Regions from separate parts of the Mus musculus genome. Here regions 1, 3, 4 and 5 are each linked to region 2. A link is a contact called in public Hi-C, HiChIP or PLAC-seq and promoter capture Hi-C data. All regions are on one chromosome and are shown on one strand. Each heading gives the region's core, a stretch centred on a gene start, on an enhancer-like site or on the middle of the called end of the contact. The rest is flanking DNA. Distances are from core to core; before and after follow the strand shown. Region 1 has its middle 44 kb from the start of Gm41020. Region 2 holds the start of Jmy (junction-mediating and regulatory protein). Region 3 overlaps Tent2 (terminal nucleotidyltransferase 2). Region 4 holds the start of A630019I02Rik (RIKEN cDNA A630019I02 gene). Region 5 has its middle 18 kb from the start of Gm41019.

Region 1 (3,321 bases), core at 703-3,202, 260 kb before region 2:
TTTGGAGATGAGCAAGTGAATCATCCAATTGGTTTAGGAAAAGAATTGCTAGCTTCTAATTGGAAGAGAAAGGAGGAGGAAGGAAGGACTGAGGTAGGAGGGAAGGAGGGAGGAGAGAGCTCAGCTGGGGGGGAGACGAGGCTGTATGGGAGCTCTCCTGGGGCCTGAATCTTAGCAGAGCTTTTCATTCTCTCCTATAATTCCAGGAATGAAATAGACATGGCAGTTATAAAGAAGTTTTGCAAATTTGCACTCCAAAAAGGACCACGGCCAAAGCTTTTCTGGCTAACCGCATGTAACTGGTTCAATAAATGAGTTTGACTCCATCAGGGGTGAAGGAAAGCGACTCTGCTCTTTCTAGTTGCTTTGCTTTCAGACCCTTAACGGGTCCTTCTCTGCTCTGATATAAACTCTCTGGAAAAGCCCCCAGCTCTGCTGCCTCTGCTCAGATATCTGCCAGCCCAGTACCATTGACAATCAAAAGGTTACACTCTCGTTTGATTCAAAGATGGTCCCCAAGCCTCGCTCCCCTGCCATCTGTCCTCAGAACTGAATTAAGCTTGCAAGCCTAAACATGGGAAATATTGAAGGGGGGTGGTGGCACAAGAGGACGCTCCTCTTTCCAGCTCCACTACCTTCTAAATTTTTGCCTGCCATTCGTAGCTTTCTTGTAGTCCAATGGGAGTGTGTGTGGCATTAAAACAAGAACATAAAATTAAAAATTTAAAAGTCTCTACGATGCATCTTAAGAATTATAAAGTAATACTGTCAGTATCTTCAACGTTTCTTTTATGCTTGATGCCCCTTTCCTTCTTTTCTGGGTAACTAAGACATTAAAACTTGTTTAATCATTCCTTACTTCTAATTTTTAAAATTATTTATGTGTACCACTATGCATTTGTTACCCCGTTCTGCCTGGCTTGCAGTGTATGTATGTGGGATTATGTGTAACTTGTTCACGGTGTTAGTTCTTCAACCGTTGATACACTAAAGTATAATTCATTCAGCTTTGCTACTCCATAGTATTTAGCACTGTGAGTAGACCACGTTTAGGTACCCGCTCAACTGATGGTGAACACTTAAACTGTTCAGTTGTCTCTTTATGAACAACACTGCTATAAAACAATTCTATGCATGGGTCTTGCTGTGTGTATGGACAAGTCCTAGAGTAAAAACCTAAGTGGGGAGATTTAGTAAATCAAGATAGATTTTTCAGTTAGAAGGAATAAGTAGGAGAGCTGTTCTACATGATGGTAGCTACAGTTCATAATAAATTGTATATTTGAAGATTAGTGAGATTTCTAAATGTTCCAGCTACAAAAAAAATTTAATTGATGAGACATTGCATATTCCACATCTCCTAGACCATCCTTTCTACAGTGAGTCAAAGTAAACTGTTCAACATCAATACACACAGGGTTTGCTTATCTACCATAGATAGACAAATAGTAACAGTGATCGAAAGGAGCTCCTGAAGCAAAGAGACAGAAGCTACAGTGCCCTCAGAGTGTGCATTCGATGGTGACAATGATGGTTTCCTTGCTGAAACTGATTCAGTGGGAAGAGCACACGCTATTTTGGGCTCTAGAATGTTACTTATTATCTATTATTCCAGGAAGGCATTCAAGAAACTTCCCCCAGGTTTCTTGGCTTCTATGGGCTGGAAGGATAGATATTTATCAAAGATGGCAGACGTTTGCCAAGGGATGCTGTTGAAGAGGAACTGAATTGGTGCTAGACAAGAGAAACCAAATGACATCAAGGATATCTCTGTTTACAGTGCGGTATTGTGTGTGTGTGTGTGTGTGTGTGTGTGTATACTGAGCCCAGAGCTCCTATATTCTACCACTGAGCTGTACGTTCAGTGCCTGCTCTGTCCCTATTTATGGATAGCCATGTGATACCAGACAAACTAGGTTTCTTTCTGAGTTTCAGTTTCATGTTCAAAAGTGTGGGTTTGATGACCTTTGGGTCATTTGAGCTCTGACAACAGTCTGATTCAGTGACTTCAGAAGCACTCCTGGAAACAACAGTTTTGCATGCCCCCTTGTGGTGGCCTCTAGCACTGCAATTAGAGAAGCAAGCTTTAGAATGGTGGTTACTGACTCAAAAATTTCCCTGAGCTATAAATACATTTAACAATTAAAATTAAACAATATAAAAACCAAAGATATTTTGAAGTTATAGTTGTTCTTAAAAATACGTTTAAACTAAAAGTTTCTGTTTCACATAAGTATGTTTTGAATAATTGTGTTTTTTAGTAATACAGTTATTATTTTGCATTAACTTTTTTGTAAATACTTTTTTTGTGTGATACTGGGGATCAAACTGGTGTTTTGTACTATGTGGCGCATTTCCTTGCATATTCTTGGCAGAGCTCTACCACTGCAATACACCCTTTACTCTCCTTTTCTAAGGCAAATTTATTGTTAATAAAATATAAAACCATATAAGTACATACTGGTACATGAAACCATACACGTTGTATGCATTATGGGGAACTCTGTGATGTTTCAATATATGTATATATTGTAAAATGTTTAGCTCAACTTAAACATGACTCCTCAAATATTTACAATTTTATAGTAAAACACTCAGAAATCATTTCTTATACCTTTTTGAAGTATGCAGCAATATTTTCTTTCTACAGTAACCCTACTACAACAGCACACCAGTACTTCTTACTCTAGTTATACCTTGGTACCTACTGACCGAGTTTCATCATCTCCCTTCTCCCCTCTCATCTCTAGCAATCACCATTCCATTCTTGTCAGTCTGTGAGGTATGTGGGTGTATGTGTGGTGTGAGTGTGGTATGTGTGTGTGGTATGTGATGTGTGATGTGTGATGTGTGTGGTATATGTGTGTATGGTATGTGTGTGTGTGGTGTATGTATGGTATGTGTGTGATGTGTGTGTGTGTATGTATGGTGTGTATGTGATGTGTGTTGTGTGTGTAGTGTGTGTGTGTATGGTATGTGTGTGTGTGGTCTGTATATGGTATGTGTGTGATGTGTGTGTGTGTAGTGTGTGATGTGTGTGTGTATGGTGTGTGTGTAGTGTGTGATGTGTGTGTGTATTTTGTGTGTGTGTATGGTGTGTGTGTGTGTGGTATGTGTGTATGGTGTGTGGGGGGAAGAGGGGTGTAGATGGCTAAGGTCAACATCAGATGTTATTGCTTTCTTTAGTTGCTCTCTACCTCTTTTTTTTTTTTTTTTTTTTTTTTTTTTTTTTTTTTTTGAGACAAGGTTTCTCAGTAAGGGGAAGCAGTTAAGATGGCCAGCCATTCAGCTTCAGGGACTCACCTGTCTCAGTCCACCCAA
Region 2 (3,124 bases), core at 354-2,853:
GCTAGAAAAGAAGACACTTCGCAGACCCCAAACCCAGGCTCCAACACTTGGCAGTGAGACGTGAAAACTAGGACCGCTGCTCGGACTCCGCACTCACCTCCTGGATGCGCCTCCTGGCCCGCTGAAGCACCTCTTCATAGCCCTTCTGCCGCAGCTCGCTGAGGCTTTCGTAATACTCCTCCGGATCATCCGTCTCGGTGAAAAGAACCTGAGAAAGGATCTTCCAGCCACACGTGTCCAGGCCGTGGCCCAGGTATACCTGGAGTTGGTAACATAGAGCGTCGATCTCCTGCTCGGTCATCTCGGGGGCGCCCCCAAACAGCACCGTCCACATGCCTGACGGCTCTTCGGGGAACACCGGCAGACACGGCTCCAGCTGGGAGTTTACCGAGCACAGCTGCTGATGCACGGCTCGCAGATCCTGGAAGGAGAAAAGCCCGGCCCAGCTGCATTCTTCGGCCGGAGACTCCAGCTCCGCGGCAGACGGCGGCTGCTCCGAGTCCGGGAGCGGCTGTGGCGCCTCGTCCTCCCTCACCATTTCCAGGACCTCGATCTCCTCGGAGACCGCCCCGGAGGCACTCACCACCCGCACCGACGACACCGGGGGCACCGGGGGCGCCGGCGGGGCTGGCGTGGCACTGGCGGTCGCATCTCGGGATTCGGCGCTTCTGCGGAGCGGGCTGGCCTTAGCCCGCGCGGGGCTACGGAGAGGACTCTCCGGTCCTCTGCCCGCGGGACCCCGAGGAGGATCCCCCTTCAGGCTGCGCGCGCTGCGCGGAGAGCCGCCCTCGGCCCAGGCCTGGCTTTTCCGTGGCCCGGGACTCCGGAGCGCTGCTGTAGCAGAGGCAGCGGCCTCTGACCGACCCCTGGCCGCGGGGCTGCCCGGACCGCGACTCCCATCAGACGCGGGCGTCCCCGCCTGTTCCCGGGAACCGCTCCTCTGTCTCTGGGCCGTCCGGTTGTGACAGGTTATAGCAAACTTGCCTTCGATCTCGTTCCAGGCCACAATGAACACAAACTTGTGCTTCTCGCGCTCGTCGAATACGTGGGGCCGCACCGCCACCCAGTCGGACTCGAGTGTCTCCTCCAGCGCGAACGACATGGTAGCTCCGGTGCCCGGCGAGGGGGGTCGCCCGCCCGGCCGAGTCTCCGCGGTGGCCGCGCCCCCAGCTCACCCTTGCGGGGCGCCTGCAGCCATCTTAGCGCGCCGGCCGCTCACCCACCGGCTCCTTTGTGGTGCGGCTCTCAGAAGAGACAATACGCGGCCCGGAGCAGGTAGTTCACATGGTCACGTGCGGCCGGATCTGTTTACAAGCCGCTCGCTGCCGCAGCGCAGGGCCCTGGGCCGCCGGACCGGCCTGCGCGGAGCCGCGGGGCTGCGTGCTGAGGCGCGCGTCCGCCGCTCGCCCGCCGGGGCCTACCTCCCCGCCGCCCCTCTGCCCCCGGCCAACAGCGCCCAGCCAGCCAGAACCAGAACCAGAAAGCAGACTCCTAAAGCGCTAGTCTCAGCGTCGCCACAATGTTGCCATTCGGCTGTGACGTCTGCGGCTCCACGAGGGACGTAAACACGGGCACGTGCGGCACGCTGCTGACGCGGCGGCGGCAGCAGCGGCAACGGGAGCGGCGGCGCGCGTCCCGCCCGCCCGGCGGCGCCCCGCCCCCCTCCGCGTCCCTCCAGCCGCGCCTGCGCGCCGCCGCGTTCCTGGCCCCAGCCCTGCCCCCTTTTTCCCGGCCCGGAGTCTGTGGCTGCGGGATGACGCTTTTCTGCAAGATGAGAGACTGGTGTGCCCGGCCGCACAGGTTGCTTTGAACCCCCGGCAAGAGGAGCAAAGGCAGAGGGACTCTGAGACTTTGTTCAAGGACCTTGATGTAGCCCTCCTTCACCCTAAGTGAATCTGGATCGCCAACTGTGTTCAGACGCGTCCTAAACAGTCCGGGAACTCTGCCTTGCTTTACAAGGCTAAGCCAAAGGGTTCCATTCTCCCCTGACATCCTTCAGACACAATTTAAGTTAGACATGTATGCAAAACAACTCAGGAGAATACGAAAACAGTAGGAAAATTCAGTCACGTCCTAAAGAGCGTGAACATTTGTCTCAATTTATCCTTCTTTTATTGCTTCGGCTTTCCTCGTTGTGTACTGTTCTGAGAATCTCTTTGGGCAGTCACTGCACTAAAGTTTTGACATTGTATTCAGTTATCAGAGTTCCCAGAAAGCACAAACAAAAAGTTTTTATCAGCCTGGCAAGGCAGTGCATAACTATAATCCCAACACTTGGTGAGTAGAGGCAACCAGATATGGTAATTCAAGGCCAGCAGGGGCTACAAAAGACCTTGTTTCAAAAACCAGCCAGAAAAATCCAATTATTCATACTAAATTGTGTTGAAACATTCCTAATATTGTCTAGTAGGTTTATAATCCACTTTATATTATTGGCGTCATCTTTCCTGTCAGTGTCTAAGGCATCAAGCAGGCACTAATGTATAATAGGAATTAGTTCTTTTACTTTAAGCCACATTTCTAAAACGTGTGAAAATCATCTGAGTCACCCTCACGTTGTCAGCTACACACAGTTTTGTATTGGCCTGACATCTAAATTGATAGTCAAAAGTTTTAGACCTATCTCTTGGCTGAACTTTTTTTTTTGTTTTGGTTTTGGTTTTTTGGAGACAGGGTTTCTCTGTGTAGCCCTGGCTGTCCTGGAACTCACTTTGTAGACCAGGCTGGCCTCGGACTAAGATATCTGCCTGTCTCTGCCTCCCAAGTGCTGGGATTAAAGGCGTGTGCCACCACCGCCTTGCTGAACATTTTAAACTTTAAACATCTGCTTTGAAACCCATGCCTACTCTTGGACCAAACACACACACACACACACACACAGCAAGATTCAGAAAAAGATAAAAATGACTTCAACCTTTTGGAATTCTTATAATGAGCTGCATATTTTCAAAGCTTGTACATATGTGTCAGCTCTTCCGTGCAAATCAAAAGCACCTTTGAAAACGCTGGGAGAGACCCAAGTATGGTGGCCCACTCCTTTATTCCACAACTCAGTAGGGAGAGACAGTCAGATCTCTGGGAGTTCATAGCCAGCTGGTCTACAGGGAGAGGGAGAGGGAAGAGG
Region 3 (3,266 bases), core at 559-3,058, 320 kb before region 2:
AAACTATACATATATTTTATAAAATAAAATACTATGCAAGTGACAGAAGAGTAGTCAGATAACTCATAATGAGTATAATTATGGCTCATCAAACTAAAACCCTTTCATCACTGTCTGCTTTTATGTGGACCATGAAAAGAGGATAAAATTGTATGCTTTTAAGAGTCAGGAAACCAAGTGAATAAGAATATGAAAAAGTAAGAATATGCAACAGGAACCACATACACATGACATATTCTAAAATATTCACTACAGGTCCCTTTTGAGAAGTTTGCTCAACCTCTAACAGTCACACTGTGGAATAAATAATACTGCATGGAACAGATTTTAGGAAGTCTTTTATATTCACACAAACTACCCTCTACCTTTCATAGCTTTCTTGGAACCCTGATGTCTTGAGATGAGGTTGGCCTCTGCTGATCTTCCTTTGTTTAGGCACCTACGTAGTTAACATTATCGCTTCACACCAACTCTCACTGTCACATAGGATGATAGGATGGTAAGCAATACCCTTATATGTACTGAGCTACATGTATCACAACATATTCTTCTGAATTTTTTTTAATATAATATTTTCCACTGGTATACTCTCATAGCTATGTATTCTAGTCCTGGTATTTTAAATTCTAATATACTGCTTCCGCTTTAATTTCCCATTCAACTCATTTTCTTATCACCCCCACCTCTAAAATATCTTCTCTAGACCTAGTCAGGAATTCCTTGAGACCTCCTTTTTCTTCCAACCCATCAGCACCTAAGTGATCCTGATGTCCTTCCCTATACAACCACTATCCCAGAATGCATCTCTGAACTCCTCCGTTATATCATGGAGTAGCAAAGTTACCCCTCATGCTCTAATTCCTGTGCTGCAAGATGTCTACCTGAAGGCAGTACAACACTGCCTTCTCTTTAAAATTTAAACCTAACATATACAGAAAGACAAAGCTAAGCTTTTTAGAAAGTAGAGTCTTTCAAATGTATGGTGTAAGGGTTGGCCTAGCTTTGTATCCTTAGCCTTTATTCTGATGTCTCTGGTTAATACTGTTCCCACTTTTCACTACTCCATTCCAAAATGTTTACTGCCTTCTTCAAGGCCCCTAAACTTACTTTCTCTTGCAGATAAGCTCACATTAAAATTTTCTAAGAAAAGCCAAGCGTAGTTGTGCACATCTGCAAATCCCAGCACTCAGATGAAGGTAGGAGGATCAAGGAGTTCAAGGCCATCCTTTGCTTCATAGGGAATTCCAGAACAGCCTAGGCTACATGAGACCCTGTCTCAAAGAAAAAAGGGAAAAACCTAAGAAAATTAAAAATACCAGATTCAATTCTTCATCTTGCTAAGACTTACAAATTAATATTACTGAAGGAAATCTCACCTATTTCCTTCTTGCTATGTTCAAATCTATTCCCTCTACCAATACTTTTATATCCAATCCTGCTGTGCCTCAGGAGCACAAGCAACTCTATCAATTCTCAATCTCTTTTGTTCTTCAGCTTCTCCTTCTTTGGCCTCCCCATAGTCTATTTATAACCAGCCAAAAGTCTCATTTAAGATTTGTTTTTAATATCATATTCAGAGAGCTGCTGACAACTTGACCATGAAACTGCCATGATTTTTTTTTTTTTAAATCTGTAAATACTTGCCCCACAAAAAGAGACAGAACAACCAGGAGAATAAAGTAGATTAAACTAAACCAAAACCAAACACTGGCAACAAATACACATAAACCACTGAGTATCCTCCATGAACCCTTTCTGACCTGTAAAGGTCAAACTCTAACACCAGATTGCCACAGTATCAAAACAGTGAATAGGAGAAAGGGAAACAGAGCTAGGACAGCCCTTGAATCCAATACTCAGAGATCAAATGGTCTCTAGCTACTACTGCTTTTTGCTTCTTTCCCTCCAAACTGAAGGTTCACTGTTGATGTAGAATACAATTGATGTAGTATACAATTCTAGTAGAAACCTTCTCAAGCTATAATTTAAAAGCAAATGCAAGCAGTCCTTTGAAAGTTCAAAGACTTTAAAGGAAAGTCCCTTGTATAACAAGCAAAAAATTGTCAGGCACTGAAATCTAAACAGAGCAAAGCCATGAGAAACAGAGGAAAGGTCTAGAATGATTCTGACTACTGAAGGTATTTGATAATGTTTGGAAACTATTTTGGTTACCATAACCGGGGCAGAGTTATGTAACTAGCCTCAAAAGACAAGGGATACAACTAACCATCCTACAGGACATAAGGTTACCTGTCCCCTGGGAATATCTGGTCTAAAGCATCAGTGATAGAAAAGTCAAAGTTCCTGCTCTAGACAAAGAAGTGAAACAGAGACAGAGCCTGGAGCTGTGAGGCCGACCTGCCCAACTTTCTCCATCTCAAAGCAGCACAGAAGTAGCCATCTTAATCAAACACACACACACACACACACACACACATTGATTGAGAGAGATAGAGAGAGAGAGAGAGAGAGAGAGAGAAAGGGGGTGCGGAAAGAGAAGAGAGAGAACTAAAATCTCAGGAAGAAAAGGAATAAAATTGAAAAGAATTAAAAAAAAAAAAGAGGTTTGAAAATAATACCTGAAAAAGAGTGAAATAATTTCCATAATGTTTTTCTAAGAAAAGAATGAGCAGAGAAACATTGCTACGATAAAGCACATTTCCATGGAGACATGAGGACATTTTAACATATTTTTAAAGGCCTTTTCTCATTTTAACTCATTGGGAAGATAACAATTTAAATCATACATATGAACACTAAAAATTTTATTTTAGAAAAAATTTATGACAGCAGCAAAGTACATGAAATTATTGATAAATCTATTTTTCAAAAGTTATGTAGAACATATAGACTGGAATTCACAAATACTGACATGAGAGACATCTAAATATGTGAGAAGTAAGCCTGGTATGCTCAAGGGCTGTCCTCCCAGCACTTGGGAGCTAGAGGCAGAAGTGATATGAGTTTGAGGTCAGTAGGATCTACAGAGCGATTCCCTATCTCAAAACAAAAATAAAAATATAGCATACTAACAAACTACTGGTAAATATATCAATTCTCGAGAGGATATGTAGAGTCAATATAATAATTTTTTTAAAAGCAGAAGGCTTCTTTCTAGAAATTAGAAAATGTGTGTTTTGGAAAAGTGAAAGATCAAGAATAGTCGGAGGAGAAAAAAAAGAAGTAAATATATGTTCATGACTAACACATGACAACCAGAAGTTAACCCAAAACTAAAAAGAGGGAGAAGTATGGACTAAAGTAAT
Region 4 (3,028 bases), core at 415-2,914, 400 kb before region 2:
TCTCTGACATCAGATCAGTGCTCTCAGAGGACTCCAGCTGCCCAGTTCCTGGTTTTCTATCTTCATGCTGATTGACTAAGCCATCTGGCTTTTCCAGCATCCAGGTGTTGTCCTTTGGAGAAATGAGACTCTCTTTCACTTTTGATCCTGTAACACTGGCACGCTCAGTTGTCACAAATGGCTTGGGTTGCTCCAAATTCTCCTTCTTCTCTGCCAATTGTTTAACACCCAGCTCTGGCTTATCTGCAGAAGAGCTGCTCTCATCAGGCACCTCAACAGCTTGGCCCTCATGAAGGGTCCGTTTAGGCTCTTTTTGCTCAATGGGGAGGTCAAAAGAAGCAGTCTCTAATGGAGCTGAGGCAGGCACAGGAAGCTTCCTGTTTTCTTCTTGTTCTTTTCCTCTTCTCTGAAGCTCAGCGGGGCCCTTTTCTAAGATAGAAGGCCCTGGTTCCGTTCCGATGGGTTTTACTGGTTCTATACCTAAGGATCTATCTCTATCTCTACTATCAATGAGTTCTGACCCAGCAGTTGGTACTTCTGATAACTGTTTGTGCTTCTCAGGCTCTGGGGGGAGCTTTATAAGCTCTTGCTCTCCTGACAGGAAACTCCCCGGCACTGGAGAAGATGTCTCCTCTGCTTGCCTGTTCATCTCATGTCTGAGGGCCAGTAATGTTGGAGCTAAATCATCTGAAACTACATTTTCAGAATCAGGAGACCTTGTTATCTCCTCGTGTTTGTCATTTGGCACCGTGGGTTTGGATGTGGGTGACACTTGCAATGGAGGTGGCTCGTTGTCTTCTCTCTCTACCTCAACCCCTGAGTTGACAGGAAGTTTGGGTTCAGGCCTTAACACCTCTGAGGTAGACATGCTGGGCAAAGGCAAACCACTGCCTAACTCGCTCTTCCCTACTCCCTTTAAGCCTGGGTGTTCCACAGGGCTGGCAAGAGATGGATCTGTCAGGACTTCATCCCTGCCTAATTTAGTTGAATTTGAATCAAGCTTAGTTACTGGCACTGTGGTGGCAGAAGAGCTGGCTTCTGTGTCTTTCCCCATCTCTTCCATCAATGCTGGAAGTGCAGGTGGTGCAGGTGGACTGTGTTCTGCTCCCCTCTCTCTCCCCGATGAAGCCGCAGGAAGTTCCCTGGTTATTTTGGACTCCTGTTTCACTTCCGTTTTCACTGCAGATAAAACCTTAGGTCCAGAAATAGATGTTTCCTCTGGAGGTGAGTGTGGTTTTGCCACTTCAGGCTCATTCTTTGACAACATTCTCTGTTCTAGTTCAGAAGTCACAGTTGGAGCTAAATTGAGTTTGACATCCGCCTTTGGCTCATCTCCCAAGTCAGACAAAACTGAATATTTCATCCCAGACCCTGGAACATTTGGGAGCCGAGGCTCTGGTGTCTGATCCTGCGATTTGTGTGCTGTCGCTTCTTGAGAATCCAGCACAGCTTTTTCCCTTCCGACTCTGGGCAAAGCCATCTGTTCATCTGCACTTGTTAGAGTGAGAGGTGCTGTGGGCTCCTGCTCTGGCTTAAGCACACAGGTTGACTCGGGTGAAACTGAGGGCTGAGAGGTGGGCAAAACGGATGTGGTTTCTTCCTTTACCACTGATGAGAGTGCAGAAGAGGAAGCTGCTATTGTAACTGCTGGCAGACTACTCTTTGCATCTCTCTTCTCCCATCCACTGGTTGGTGGTGGTACCAAATCTTCAGCCTCAGGCTCCAAAGATGCCTGAGTTTTCTCCTGCTGTGCCAGGATGAGATATTCAGACACAGAGGTTGAAATTGTTGGAACATCTGACATAGTTTCTGCTTGGCCGGTCTTATCTGCCGAAGGTAGCAGGCTCAGATCTTCGAACACAGGCCTACAAGGGGAAGACTCCTCCCGCTCCTGCGATGGCTCAGAATGCTCAGGCACAGGCGTGACCACTGAGGACCCCGCCTCTTCTTCATCTGCCTCTGAGAAGTAGGGATAGTCTGGAGCAGACCTCCTAGGTAGTAATTCGTCTGGCTCGACCTTGTTTTGCTCTGTTTCTGCGATTCGGTATGGTGGGATTGACACCTGTGATGCTGAATCCGGAGAAAAGAGGTCAGCCTCTTCCGTGTCCTCATCAGACAGAACAGTCTGCTCAGAGGGGGACGTTAAGCACAGTGGAGAATCCCGCCCCAGCTCTCTCTTCTCTAGTTCCTGAGTCGGATAGGGTGAGAATGAGAATTCTGACGCAAATGCAGAATCAGGGGAAAGGGGCCCAATATTGTCCTCTTCCTGCCCTTGCTCTGATAGACCTGTGGGTGAGGAGGCACCCTTTAGAAGCAGAGGAGATGTGTGGCCAAGCTCTGGTGTGGAAGAGAATGAGCCCCGCTGCTGGTCTCTGCTCCCTTCTTCTGATTGGACCACTTGTTCGGATGAGATGGCCCAGGGAGGTGGGGCATGGCTTTCAGAAAGCAGCTCAGTGGTTTGTGGGGGGAGAGCGCATTCCACTGCAGAGACCTCATTGGATGAAGATAGCCCAACTCCAATGGCTTCCTTTTCTTCTTCTAACAGGGTTGCAGGATCAGAAAGGCCTCTTGGTTTGAATTGGGGCATGTCATCTATTGTTTTTTGGGGGGATTCCCGTGTTGCATTTTGTGAAACCGAGGGTTTAAATGGCAGCTTTGAATCTGATGCGAAACTTCCACTTCCTAGACTCTCATCTTCCGATAGAACTGCCTGGCTCAGTGCTGCTGGGGGAAGTAGCCCAATATCTTCTTTCTCATCTTCTGCCTGAATGATGGGCTCAGAAACACGTTGGGACTTTAATGGGAGCTTGTGGTCACCTGTTTTCAACAGCAACTCTTGCGCATGTGCTGGAACAGAATACTCAGCCGCAGATTCAGATTCTGGTGAGTGACACACGCTCTCTGAGGCCTCATCTCCAGACAGGACTGGTGAAACTGTTGAAAAGAGTGGGGACTGGATGGCAGATGTCTTCTCAGTGGTGGATGGAGAAAGAGACTGCTCAGATACAGAGGTCATAGCTGGGGAATA
Region 5 (3,247 bases), core at 442-2,941, 510 kb before region 2:
ACTTGGTACCCATAATCTAAGAGCTGGGGACATAAAAACAAGTGGGCCCCTGGGGCTGGTTGGCCAGTCCTCAAAGCTTAATTGTCAAGCTCCAGGCCAGTGAGTAAGAGAACCTGTCTTAAAAAGTATTAGAAAGGTAGAAAGGTGGACTGTGCCTGTGGAATGATATTCATTCTCTCTCTCTCTCTCTCTCTCTCTCTCTCTCTCTCTCTCTCTCTCTCTCTCTTTCCCCCCTCATATGTCACCTGCACACACATATAAAATTTAATGTAATGTACAGAGGATGCCAATGAATACACATGCTATTCATGTCGTTCATTACTGTTACCTTCATGGAATTATCAGACATTATTTGAAAGTTAGTTAATTCTAGGAGACTGTTCTATGGTTATAGCCCATCTCTAAGCGACTGTGACCATTACACGTACATCAAAATGCAAAACAAACAAACCCTCATCGATTCCCTTAAGGTTTTTAGAAACCTTATTAGAACAGTCAACTAGAAACTTTACAAGCCAAAGCTGCGGAATCAGTTCTTTCTTAAGAGCAGGACAGGTGACTCAAAGCCCAATTCACCAGGTGCCTCTGCCATTCAGCTGCAGGTCCAGCTATGGCCAGCAGAGGGCAGTGTTATACACAGACTTTGCCACTTTGGACGCTCACTGTCCGTGGTTTGGGGTATTCTTTTCCGCCTTATTTTTAATCGCCTGTCTCTGAAAGAAAAGCTGTGGTATTTCAGAAGTGACTGTTTTTCCCCAGGTTCTTATCTGCTTGTGTTGCGTTTTGTTACCTTGCCTGTTTCTGCTGGCTGCAACAGGCTCGGGTGATGTGGGGAGGCATTCTAGGCTGGAAGGGTAGAAATGGGCTCTGCAATAGGTGTGCCCTGGAAAGTGGGGGCGTCCCCAAACTCCCACCTTTTCCTCGAATCTGCTTGTGCAGCCACCTACTCTCTTTGTCTTTTCTTGGGTCTCTCTTCACCTGCCTTGTTTCTGCCGCTGACTCCATCCATTTCTCTCCCACACCATAGCAAGCCTGGGGCTACAGTGACCTCCAGTGATGCCTAATTGTGCGGTGCCTGTGAACATTTTCAGAAGCTCCTGTGTGAGGCCCTGGGACCCACTGGTGAGCCCAGTAAGAAACTGTGTGGCTCTTTCCTGTCCCCTCATCTCTTCATAATGCTTCCTAAAAGAGCTGAACTCCGGCACCCCCTTCCCTGGAAAACCTCTCTGGATCTTGGACTGACGCCGGCATTCCCGGCATCCCCTCCGTGATGCTTATGACAGTGTCAGCTCCTCACCGTTGCCTGTCCCTCTCTAAAGTCTGGGAGTCAGGAACTCTTTCTTCCCTTTCCCTCTTTGCATTTATGCTGCAAGCTTCTTTTGGGACCTTGAGGACAGAAACGCGAAGAGTCTTGATGTCGGTCCTCCCAGCGTGGGGCACGCCGCCTCATCCAGTTAACTAGCAGGCAGAATCTGGGCCCAGCAAGTTGTTCTTTCCTTCCCTAAAGACTTCTATAGACAACAGCCCCTGGCCTCTGTCTCTGAAACTCCCACTCACCCTCGCATCCACTAGCCATCTGTCTCCCTCCCATATTTCTGACCTTTCAGAGAACAGATGAGTCAGACACCCTGTCTAGAGTCCACAGACATTCACTTCATCTCCAGCCTCTCCAGATCATGTGCACTGGTGACTACATCTAATTTCTCCTTGAACTGCCTGCCTTGCTCTCTCCAGTGGCCTCACCTTGCCTGTGCTTCGGCCCCACTTCCTCCTGTGGGCAGCCCAGCCTCAGTCCTCCTGTGGGCAGACTGTGTGGTCCCCAATCCTGTGGGCAGCCCAGCCTGTCCTGTTTTCAGCTCCGGGGGCTTAAGTGTTGTTTTCTCTCCTTGTGACTCAAAATGAGTGTGGACTCAGTTCTCAACATCAGAGTAGAATGACATGTTGACCATAGAGATCAGCTTAGAGGTAGACAGTGAGAGCAGCTATACCATCAGCCAACTGCAGAGTCGGTGGAATTAGGAGAGAAATTCTTCTGTTGGAGGAGCTAGAACAGAGGCATATTGTCATTTAAAAAAAGGATGATAGGAAGAGAGTAAAAATAATAATGCAAGCCTGGGCCTCCTTGGGATTTTCAATGACATGAATTTATATATTCTACCCACCCTGCCCCCCTTTTAAAAACCAATTAGAGCTCCTTTATCCAGCTTTGCCTGCACCTAGAACTGCTTCCTGTTCAGTGTGGCTGTAGGAGCTGCTGGTAATCCTGTTGTTTCCGCCTGATCGTCAGTTTGGTGTCTCCTGTAAGGGATCAGAGTGATCACTTCTGAGCCGCCGAGCTTACTGTTCTCAGCAATGCCCAGCTCCAATGGAGCGGAAGGCTGTTGCTGTGGTGTTGGAAATTACAGCAACATAAGGCAGCCGGTTATGAAAGGCCTCAAAACCAAGCAGTTCTGGACGTCCTTTCCGCAGTTCTCTCCTCGGGAGCAACCCACCTCCTTCCCACCTCTGTTGGTTTGGTGCATCTCCTAAGAGGAGGCCCGGAGCTCCTGAGCCTCCTTCCCCCCACCCTGATTAGAGTGCGCCCACTCTCAGTTGTGTCTGCTGTGCAGGTTTTATTTTAGGAATCTGCTTTTCTCTGGGTGCACTGGCACACATCTGCCAATGCCAGCATTCAGTAGGCTGAGGCAGGAGGATCTGGAGTTTGTGCCAACTTTGCAATACCAATGCCAGCCTTAGCTAAATGGTGAGACCCAGTCCAGAGAGCTCCAGACCAAACAGATAGCTCACAGGTGGGCACTGGCCTGGTATAAACAGGGCCCCGAGTTTGATGCCCAGGATTGAAGATTAAACAAACCACCCTGTTTTCGTAGTGTTCTGAGCACTTGATGATAAAGCTCTCTCAAATTATGGATTATAACTTATCTTTCTGTGTGCTAGTTTTAAAATCCAAATGATCTATTGAAAACAAGAAACCTAGGGCTGTTAGCAGCAAGGCTTACACAGGAAGTCTTCCCCTAAAGTCTAGCTTCTCGGTCTCCTGAATTGTTTACTCCTCTGTTTGGGGGGGGGGATGGGTGTTTTATTAATTAGTTTCTCTAATAAACATTTTAAACAGAGTGCTTGGATTACAGGTCCTTGGACCGCAATAGCATATCAGGAGGTAACTGCAGAGGATGCTCCCAGAATTATTTAGACAAATGGTACCATGGTCTGCCCTCCCTAGAGAAAAGCAGATATAAAATCTTAG

Evidence for each region. Promoter capture Hi-C pulls out the DNA fragments that hold promoters and counts their contacts. A called contact is a pair of places that touch in the nucleus more often than the background predicts. HiChIP or PLAC-seq counts read pairs in DNA pulled down with a chosen protein or histone mark.
Region 1: a Hi-C map of bone marrow-derived macrophages shows a contact between it and region 2, with 5 times the contacts expected there. The contact joins the enhancer-like site here to the promoter of Jmy in region 2. A contact is called at or near these places in 4 of 39 promoter capture datasets (the C10 cell line, HPC-7-derived erythroid cells, fetal liver and 1 more), 4 of 484 Hi-C or Micro-C datasets (the N1E-115 cell line, bone marrow-derived macrophages, macrophages and 1 more), 6 of 115 datasets of contacts at active chromatin or transcription factors (the 230-238 cell line, T-cell acute lymphoblastic leukemia, bone marrow-derived macrophages and 3 more) and 1 of 9 other capture datasets (macrophages).
Region 3: a contact with region 2 is called in a promoter capture Hi-C map of liver, with 2.8 times the contacts expected there. The contact joins the enhancer-like site here to the promoter of Jmy in region 2. A contact is called at or near these places in 8 of 39 promoter capture datasets (the 3T3-L1 cell line, 3T3-L1-derived adipocytes, the C10 cell line and 3 more), 12 of 484 Hi-C or Micro-C datasets (CD8 T cells, the G1E-ER4 cell line, LSK cells and 9 more) and 6 of 115 datasets of contacts at active chromatin or transcription factors (the 230-238 cell line, astrocytes, embryonic stem cells and 3 more).
Region 4: a contact with region 2 is called in a promoter capture Hi-C map of pre-B cells, with 5 times the contacts expected there. The contact joins the promoter of A630019I02Rik here to the promoter of Jmy in region 2. A contact is called at or near these places in 9 of 39 promoter capture datasets (the C10 cell line, the HPC-7 cell line, embryonic stem cells and 4 more), 1 of 484 Hi-C or Micro-C datasets (Th1 cells) and 3 of 115 datasets of contacts at active chromatin or transcription factors (memory CD8 T cells, regulatory T cell precursor and thymic regulatory T cells).
Region 5: a contact with region 2 is called in an H3K4me3 HiChIP or PLAC-seq map of pro-B cells, with 5 times the contacts expected there. The contact joins the enhancer-like site here to the promoter of Jmy in region 2. A contact is called at or near these places in 9 of 39 promoter capture datasets (the 3T3-L1 cell line, the C10 cell line, hippocampal neurons and 3 more), 1 of 15 datasets of contacts at CTCF or cohesin (large pre-B cells), 7 of 484 Hi-C or Micro-C datasets (embryonic fibroblasts, embryonic stem cells, muscle stem cells and 2 more), 16 of 115 datasets of contacts at active chromatin or transcription factors (the 230-238 cell line, T-cell acute lymphoblastic leukemia, astrocytes and 10 more) and 2 of 9 other capture datasets (embryonic stem cells and liver).

What each region holds. Positions count from the first base shown.
Region 1 is chr13:93,241,324-93,244,644 of GRCm38.p6, forward strand. No RefSeq gene overlaps it. Among named protein-coding and RNA genes, the nearest start is that of Gm41020, 44 kb to the left of the region's middle. Within about 2 kb of position 1,953, at least 40 of the 459 cell types and tissues checked have an H3K27ac peak or open chromatin away from gene starts, as enhancers often do. A contact at or near this core is called in bone marrow-derived macrophages and macrophages, where this site is marked.
Region 2 is chr13:93,498,205-93,501,328 of GRCm38.p6, forward strand. Jmy (junction-mediating and regulatory protein) reads right to left here and starts at 1,604. Exons shown (of 11, transcript NM_021310.3): 1 at 98-1,604. The coding sequence starts at 1,102.
Region 3 is chr13:93,175,988-93,179,253 of GRCm38.p6, forward strand. All of the region lies in intron 4 of Tent2 (terminal nucleotidyltransferase 2), which reads right to left. Among named protein-coding and RNA genes, the nearest start is that of Tent2, 15 kb to the right of the region's middle. Within about 2 kb of position 1,809, at least 6 of the 459 cell types and tissues checked have an H3K27ac peak or open chromatin away from gene starts, as enhancers often do. A contact at or near this core is called in liver, where this site is marked.
Region 4 is chr13:93,093,169-93,096,196 of GRCm38.p6, forward strand. A630019I02Rik (RIKEN cDNA A630019I02 gene) reads left to right here and starts at 1,665. Exons shown (of 4, transcript NR_046182.1): 1 at 1,665-1,995; 2 at 2,546-2,571; 3 at 2,687-2,883. Cmya5 (cardiomyopathy associated 5) reads right to left here. Exons shown (of 13, transcript NM_023821.3): 2 at 1-3,028.
Region 5 is chr13:92,986,285-92,989,531 of GRCm38.p6, forward strand. No RefSeq gene overlaps it. Among named protein-coding and RNA genes, the nearest start is that of Gm41019, 18 kb to the right of the region's middle. Within about 2 kb of position 1,692, at least 40 of the 459 cell types and tissues checked have an H3K27ac peak or open chromatin away from gene starts, as enhancers often do. A contact at or near this core is called in hippocampal neurons, pro-B cells and uterus, where this site is marked.